Linked DNA regions of Mus musculus: all the other regions are linked to region 2. A link is a contact called in public promoter capture Hi-C data. All regions are on one chromosome and are shown on one strand. The core of a region is the stretch at or near the end of the contact, and the rest is flanking DNA. Distances in the headings are between cores, read along the strand shown. Region 1 holds the start of Nudt16 (nudix (nucleoside diphosphate linked moiety X)-type motif 16). Region 2 holds the start of Mapkapk3 (mitogen-activated protein kinase-activated protein kinase 3). Region 3 holds the start of Map4 (microtubule-associated protein 4).

What was found. Promoter capture Hi-C pulls out the DNA fragments that hold promoters and counts their contacts.
Region 1: a promoter capture Hi-C map of embryonic stem cells shows a contact between it and region 2. The contact joins the promoter of Nudt16 here to the promoter of Mapkapk3 in region 2. A contact is called at or near these places in 2 of 39 promoter capture datasets (embryonic stem cells and pre-B cells).
Region 3: a contact with region 2 is called in a promoter capture Hi-C map of erythroid cells, with 8 times the contacts expected there. The contact joins the promoter of Map4 here to the promoter of Mapkapk3 in region 2. A contact is called at or near these places in 1 of 39 promoter capture datasets (erythroid cells) and 1 of 484 Hi-C or Micro-C datasets (CD4 T cells).

Annotation. Positions count from the first base shown.
Region 1 is chr9:105,130,395-105,133,094 of GRCm38.p6, forward strand. Nudt16 (nudix (nucleoside diphosphate linked moiety X)-type motif 16) reads right to left here and starts at 1,411. Exons shown (of 3, transcript NM_029385.2): 1 at 1,249-1,411; 2 at 899-1,168; 3 at 1-116. The coding sequence starts at 1,386.
Region 2 is chr9:107,288,569-107,291,268 of GRCm38.p6, forward strand. Mapkapk3 (mitogen-activated protein kinase-activated protein kinase 3) reads right to left here and starts at 1,309. Exons shown (of 11, transcript NM_178907.3): 1 at 957-1,309; 2 at 552-828. The coding sequence starts at 776.
Region 3 is chr9:109,930,393-109,933,092 of GRCm38.p6, forward strand. It overlaps Map4 (microtubule-associated protein 4), which reads left to right and starts at 1,382. Exons shown (of 19, transcript NM_001205330.1): 1 at 1,382-1,548.

The DNA.
Region 1 (2,700 bases), core at 161-2,660, 2.2 Mb before region 2:
AGGGCTTCTAGTAGCTGCTCTCGGGCAGCTCCAATGAAGGAATTCTCCAGAAAGGCAGGCAGGCCTCCCTCACCATCACGGAGGACGTACAGGGGTACCCGCACCAGGCCCAGCACCTATGAAAAGGAGACATCGGACAAGTGGGACCTCAAGAACCTCAACACATTACCTTATCTACCTTGGAACAGAACTCTCCAGAGAAGAGCCAAGCAGAACCGGGCCTAATAATCACACCTCAGGAGAGCTTAGAGAGCCAAACTCTGTGGACAAGTGAGCCACGCTGGGTTCCAAGCTCCATCCGTGCCAATCCTTCTCCATCCTTTTCCTCACCCTTACTGGCGACGGCCTCCAGGAGGCATGCCTGGCTGTAGCAGTATTTCAAAACTCAGAACTCACACCACTGTATAGGTAGCACTTGGGTGCTCAAGAAAAATGCAAATACCCAAGTATTCCTCTGACATCCTTACCCAACTCAAGTGATTCCAATGGACTGTTCAGTCTAAACACTGTCAAAGTGTGCGCACTAATCAGTTTTAATAGCGCTCTCACTCCCAGGTTCAGGGTCACCTCTACACACAGGCGTCCCTAGCATTAGACTCACTGTCTGCTTAAGGGAAATATGAACCCAAAGTCAAGAGCTTAGGGTATCATGTGCACTAGCATAGAGCTGGAGAGACCTTTGGATGTGTGTTCTAAAAAGCTCTCTGCAGGGGCCGCTAAAGGTGGCCGAGTAGGTGGTATTATCTAGCCTGGAGATGACCAAGATCCCAACTAGTTCATGCCACTTGAAAGAATTCAAAGTCGGAGGGTCAAAATCTCCTCCACCCAGTGGCTTTTCTCGGTAAGGGGATTGGGGGAGGACAGACTGGAGCTGGAGTGGATCCCAGGCTGGTCCCACCTCCAGCCCATGGTCCTTGGCTTGAGGTGCCCTGGCTTCCACAGCCTGCAGCTGTTCCAGAGTCAGGCGCTTGGCATAGAAGTGGGCCACCACGCGCGGTCTGGCCGCGATGTGTGAGCTGCGGTAGTCAGAGCGTTCAACGCGGAAGGCAGACATCGCTTCGCCCAGCTCCTCGCGCAGTTCCCGGTTCAGCCCGTCCTCCAGGCAGCTGTCCTGCGCGTCCACGAAGCCGCCAGGGAAGCCCAGGCGCCCGTCAAAGCGCATCTGCATCTGGGGGAGGAGGGTATGATGGTTGGCCCGGGCTCGCGAGCCCTGGGGCGGGGGAGCGGCCGTGCATGACGCGTCCTCACCAGCACGGCGAAGCGCATCGGGATGCGGCCGAACAGCTTGCGGGGGTCGGGCGCGTAGAGCAGCGCATGGCAGGCGTGGCGCCAGTCCGGCCCGAGCGCCAGGGCCTCGCTGAGCTCCACTTTCCGATGCCCCTCCATCTCGAGGCTCGCACTTCCGGGTTCTTGCAGAGGCCAGCGCCTCGGGGCGGAGCTTTGCGAGACTCCGCATCAGCCAATCAGGATGGGTCTCTCAGGAGCTCCGAAGACACCCTGGATTGGCCCTTAGGCTAGGGTGGGGCTGAAGGCTTGGTAAGGTCAGGCTCAGGCCGGAGGTGTTTTGGAACCTGAGTTAGAATTTACGCAGGAGTTCTGCCAGTGCAAAGGACAACGTATTTTTTAGAAAACGGTTCTGGGTTGGTCCGTTCATAACAAAGAGTCTAGGGATGGGAGGAAGGTAGTCTGGCTTCAGAACTTATTCCTAGCCTAGCGTGATGGGGGAAAGGAGAGGTGGGTGTAACAAGTCTTGAGTGGTGGAAATGTGGGGATTGACTGATTATAAGAGGGCACAGGGACAGAGCTAACACATTTGGGGAAGGGGAGTGGCCAATGGATGTGGTTACAACAACCAACTGCATTGGCTGTGGGCTCTGGGTAGTGATGTGGCGCCTGGTACATGGAAAATGACATGGAAATGTCACAGGTCACACAGTAAGATTGGGGAGGGGTGGCTGGCTGAGGAAATAAAGCACAGAAAAGAGTGGGGAGGAGTCAGACAGGACACCCCACCACCACCACACTAGGAGTAAATTAAAATACCCTCAGAACTTTAAATTGTGAAGAAAAATAGGAAAGAGATGGGGGACACTCAATGCCTAATGCTGAGATCCTGGCATTCAGGATCCTTCACCTCAGCTAGGCTGCCCCACCTGAAGTTGAGTCCATATATCAAGAACCTGTATGTATTTAAGGAAGGGAAGAGGTGACACTCAAAGAAGATCTGACTTCAGGTCACAGCCTGGACTTGAAAGTTTGTTGTAGAGCTCAGAACTCACCCAGATACAGGCTTGTGACTTTAGTAGAAGCCACTCAACCCTCTCAGGTTCCCAGTTAAGGACCTGTTAGTGGAGGTGGAACCAGCGTAGTATGGGAGTAAAATTCTCCTCAGAGCCAGACATATGGTAAATGCAGCCATTCTTGGATTCGAGGGTGGAGGTTCGATGCTGTGTCTTATGTCAAAGATTGAGGCCAGCATCCTAAGAATAAGGGCACCATCAGGAAAAGCCTGTGGACATCTTGCCTCAGTCCCCTGAGTCGCAGGGCAGAGATGCCATTGACTGAGGCAGTCACATCATGGTGAGTTAGGTGCGATACAGATGCCATTACTCAGATAACATCCAAGGGACAGGCAAATCATCCTGGTCAAACATTATCACCTGGCAACAAGAAGGAGAAGGAGGAGGAGGAGGAGGAGGA
Region 2 (2,700 bases), core at 59-2,558:
ATCGTCTGTCCAGGGTGGGTCAGCTTATGAGCAAAGCTTGCCCCTTTCCACAAGAGGCCACCAACTCAACTCAAGGGGCCCAGTAGTCAAAAAACACCCTAAGAGGCTCATGGTCCCACCTCAGCGGGCAGGGGCCATGAGGAGGACAACCCTGCACTGAGCCTAAGGAAAACTTAGCCGCATCCCCATAGAAGGAGCTACCTGCAGGGGATAACTAAGAATTTAAGAGCATCCTTTGGGCCTAAACACAAAGCCCAAGCCAGAACCAGAGCGCACAGCCACACCCTCCTGCCTTCCGGGTACAACAGCTCTACTCACATTGACTCCTCCCCTCGCTCTTTGGGACACACCCTCAGTTTAGGTAGGTCAGCCTGTTTCCGTGTATGTGAGGCTAAGAGGACCACGAGTCTGACGCTAGAGGAAGAGTTTGAAAATAAAACAAGATGCCATGTGTAGATGTTTAATAGAGACCCCGGACACAGATACATCCACAGGTTTCTGCTGTTGGACCCTCCATGTCACCCTAGCCCTCAGAGAGATGGGTCACTAACCTTCAGGGCACACTTCTGGCCAGAGCGCCGATGGTAGCACTCCAGTACCTTGCCGTTCACACCCAGACCCAGCACTTGCTTGGACAACTGGTAGTCATCAGTCACCGCGTACTTCTTGGGTTCCCGTCGCACACCTGGGGCCGGAGCACCACCCAAGGCGGACCCGCCGAGCGCACCTGGCGGGGGCACAAGACTCCCCTTCTCCCCTGCTGTCTCGCCATCCATGGCCCCCACGGGGCGCTCGGAGGTAGCCCCAGCCTGGCGCGTCCAGAGGCACCTGAAGGAAAGGGAAAGAGTCACTCCCCACCGGGACTTTTTGGACACACCCCAGCTTTGGTTTCTCCAGAACTAGATTGACTGGGCTCCTGGCCCAAGACAAGCTGGAAACTGCCTGAGAGTACTTACGTACAGCAGGGGGAGGTGATCCCTCAGCCCAGGCACGTGTCAAATTAGGAAGGAGTCCGGCGCTGTATAGCAACAAGGTCTTGAGAACCAGCCATACAGAGACCCAAGAAAGGCGGACCAGGCGAAGGCGCACTTGGTGGCAAAGCACTACACGAAAATCATGGTGCAGGCGAGAGTGGGCAAGAGATAGTGATCCCTGGAGTCCGCTGAGGACCGGAGCCCTGGACCCAGAGTCTCGCCGCCCGCGTCCCACGTGACCCCCCACCCCCGCTTCTCGTCGCGTCATTCAGACTTGGGGCCCCGCTAGGTCAACCTTAAAGGGCCAGGCTAGTCCGGGTTGGGCAGGCCAGGGCAGAGCCCCTGGCAGACTCCGCCTCTGAGTCGAGACAAAATGGGGCGTGGCCTCGTCAAGTTCACTGTAACTTTCGCAGCGCCCTGGGACACCGCTAGGAGCTCCTTCAACTGTTGTACCAGCCTCCTCGGATTTTATCTGTGATCTAGAAAAGTTACAGCGCAAGACATTTTGTTTCTCTTGCGGGCTCTTGAGTGAAGTGTTCTTTTTGCTAGCTGCCAGGGGGCGTTTTAGACTCCCAAAATTTCCAGGTAGCTAAGTGTTTCAGAATTCAACTTTTTGAATGTTTAGTCAGCGTGCCCTGGGAATTGGCATGTTGTTGTCTAACCCGCCACTCATTTCCTGGTTTAGGGCATCTGTCTAACAACTGGCTAGCTTTCCTTTCTATGCACTTCCTGACTAACCTTTTGACTTTGCAATTCACTTGTCATTCCAAATAAATGTATTGGGCCACATTCATACTTCCCTGGACCACTTACAGCCCGTAGCCGTAAGTTGAACACACTTGGGACGCTCTTGAATCAGAAATCTCGATTTCCCATTTGGTCAGCTGCATCAACTTTTCACCTCGTGATTTGAGCTTTAGGTTCTAAGAATCTCAACTAATAAAAGTTCAAGTTCTGGCCATGGTGATGAACACCTGTAATTGCAGCGCGAGGAAGGCTTAGGCGGGAGGATTGTGAGGCTAACCTAGGTTACATCGTGAGGCTATGTTTTTAAAAAATAAAATTAGCTGGGCATAGTGGCCTATGCCTTTAATCCCAGCGCTCTGAAAGCAGAAAAAGACGGACCTCAGTGAGTTCGAACCAGCCTGGTCTGCAAAGAGAGTTCCAGGACAGCCAGAGAAACTCTGTCTCGAAAAACCAATCAATCTTTTGTTTTGTTTTTGTTGTTTTTTGGTTTTTTGAGACAGGGTTTCTCTGTGTAGCCCTGGCTGTCCTGGAACTCACTCTGTAGGCCAGGCTGGCCTTGAATTTAGAAATCCGCCTGCCTCTGCCTCCCAAGTGCTGGGATTAAAGGCGTGCGCCACCACGCCCGGCTCAATCAATCAGCCTTAACATTAAAATCCATTTCTTCCATCCAATTCCTCTATTCGCTTTAAATTTTTCCCTTCTGCACTTAGACCTTCACCTTTTAGCCTATCATAGATATTTTGAGCCAACTTTCCCACAAGTCTACAGAGCAGGCGGCGCCACAGGCAAGCCCTCTGAGCAGGTCTCTGCTGCCATCTACAGACTATATTCAGAACTGCAGCCACCCGGACCTCTGTCCCACCCAAAGGAGGCTGTGTCCGGCCTTCCACCACAACACACACAAAGATGCCTGGGCTGCACTCTGCAACTGTCAGTGGCCAACAGAAAATTGGTGCCCTTCTATTTGTACAACTGCATC
Region 3 (2,700 bases), core at 132-2,631, 2.6 Mb after region 2:
TATTATCTAATTTTCATAAACGAGGAAACTGAGGCTTACCTTTCCTAAGGCTACAAAAGCACAGCTGTACTTCCTAACCAAGTTCTCCTGGTAACCCCTATATGCCTGAGTTTACAATCCTAGCACCTGGCTACTGAAGTTAAAGCCCCACTAGCCAAACATTGTCTTGTTGACACTGTGGTGTTACTAAACTTGCCTGTTAACATAATGAGAATGAGGAGTGCTGGAGAGAAAATTAAACTATTAAAGATAAGGCTCATAACTAAAACTACAAAGGGCACTGAGGATATATTAACCATGTAGGGCTCTTGTGATGATTAAGATATGTGGATCATGGAATAAGCATAAAGGAGTTGGGTATCACTATTTCTTCTGGACCAGTACTATGCACAGGCAATATAATGTGACCGTAGTGACACTCTAGAGGAGGGGGGCGGGGAGAGGAGAGTAGGAGGAGGTAATTTTAGCTGTGTATGGCGGCTCAAATTTGTAATCTCAACACTCAGGAGGCTGAGGCTGAGGGATTGCCATCACTCTGAGGGAGGTGGGTGATGCAAAGTGAATTTCAGGCCAGCCTGCGCTATGGTGGGAGGCACTGTGCAAAAAACCCAAAACAGAACAAAGGTGATCTTTAAGTTTTCAAGTAACTACGTTGAAAAAAGAAAAAAACTAAAAGAAACATGAAATTATTTAAGTTACTAAATACACTCCCAATTATATAATCAGTTTTTTCTTGTTTGTTTGTTTGTTTTTCGAGACAGGGTTTCTCTGTAGAGCCCTGGCTGTCCTGGACCTTACTTTGTAGACCAGGCTGGCCTCGAACTCAGAAATCCGCCTGCCTCTGCCTCCCGAGTGCTGGGATTAAAGGCGTGCGCCACCACGCCCGGCCCCATATAATCAGTTTTGCATTCAACAATGTTCCTTCTCAACTTGGTCCAGCCACGTTTCAGGCAGCTACTATGAGCTGCGCCCTCAGCTCCCAGTCAGTTCCTCGCGGTTAGCAGTGAACCCAAGGCCCCGCCCCCGCCCCTCCCAGATTACATCATAGAGCCCACCAGTCAGGGCCGGCGGGGCCCACTCAGGCCCACCCGTACGCAGGCGCGTGCGCCTGACACTAGCATCCTTTCTGCTGGAAAAGGAAGCGGCGGCCCTCTCAGAACGGCGGAGGCGGCCTGAGCCTCGCCATTCGCTGAGGCATCCGCGGGCGGGAGGCCGCAGTCTAGACCCCCGACGCGCGCCGCGCCAACGGTCCGCCACTCGTGCTGCTTCCACGGAGAGGGCGAGGAGTAGGGGCCGGCGTGGATTGGTTCGCGGCGCCTCGGCCCGCCCTTCGGTGGCGCCCATTGGCTGGGGCGGCACCCGCTGACGGCGAGCACGCTCCGCCTTCGTGCCGGCCTTCAAGAGGGCGACGAGGAAGCGGCCACCTCCCTGTGCCCCGCCCCTCCGGCTAGGTCTGTGGCTTCTGCGGCTCCTCCCGGCTGCTCCCGGCTCCTCTCTGCCCTCTCCCGGCTTCCTGCGGCTCCGGCTTGGGCTCGGCGGCGGCGGCGGGTAGGTGCGGCTGTGATTGAGATCGGAGGGTCGGCCTCCTCACTAACCTCCACGACTCCCGCCCAGGTTCTCGCGGTGGCCGCCGGGGACCCCGCAGGTCCCTCCCGAGGCGGGGAAGGGCGGTGGCTGTCCGCCTACGGGACGCCGGGGTGGTTGAGAGAGGGGGCCTGGTGGGGGGCCTGCGGGCGTGACCTTCGGAGTTTCTGAGACGCCTTCTGAGGGGACCGTAGGGGGCGAGGCGGGCGGAGAGATTTTGTATCAGGGCTTCGGAGGTTGTGGAGCCGAGGGGCTTGCCTCAGGCTGGGCATGTGCTGAGCCGGGACACTGAGGGTCGACTGCAGCCTGGGCCCTTGGGTGGGGTTCGGGATGCAGAAGGACGCCGGGGTCGTTTCTCCAGGCTTCAGGAGGGGCGTCCGTGTATGTGGGGACTGAGGCGAGCTCTGCGTGTCCCTTCTGGGGGTTATGGGTGGGGCCGAGGGGTGGTCTGGAGAATCCAACTCGAGCCCTTGTGTGCGTGGGTCCCGCACACTTTGGGGACTGACGCGCATCTAGTGTCTGGCTTCGGGAATGCAAAAGGGGTCACGTTAAGGGTGCGGAGTCCGGAAACAGGGACCAGGGCTAGCAGCGGCTGTCGGAAACGTTACTCGGAGCAGAGATTGTGGTTTATTTTAGCACCCGGGACGAGCTCTTTTGGACTGTTACTGTCGGAACTCAACTTTACTTGAGATTGCCTCCTGGGCGTTTTGGGGAGGGTTTGCTTATCTCTTGGATTGTGTAGATTAAATGCATTTGGTCTTTAGGGGAAGAGGCTGATTTCCCCACAGGTTTGTGTTTTAGGAATCCAGAACTCGCCCCCTCCTGGAGCGGAGTTGTAGCCTGTACTTCTCAGGCAAGATTAGTGTTACCCAGCCTTTTGCTGGAATCCCCCTTTCTCCTTGCCCTCCGCTGGTCCAGTTACAGAATTTCTCCCCAGGGCCTCTGCAGTGTTTCTTGCTCCCTGCGAGTGTCTCCCGCCCGTTTTCCTACTGCTGCGCTTTTGGCAACTGCCTCTGCTCTTTCCCAGGGATGGTTGTGGCATTGCATCAGGGGATATTTGTGCTTGTAATTTGCTCACTCAGCCCAGGAGGAGGGAGAATAGTATGGTGTAGAGTT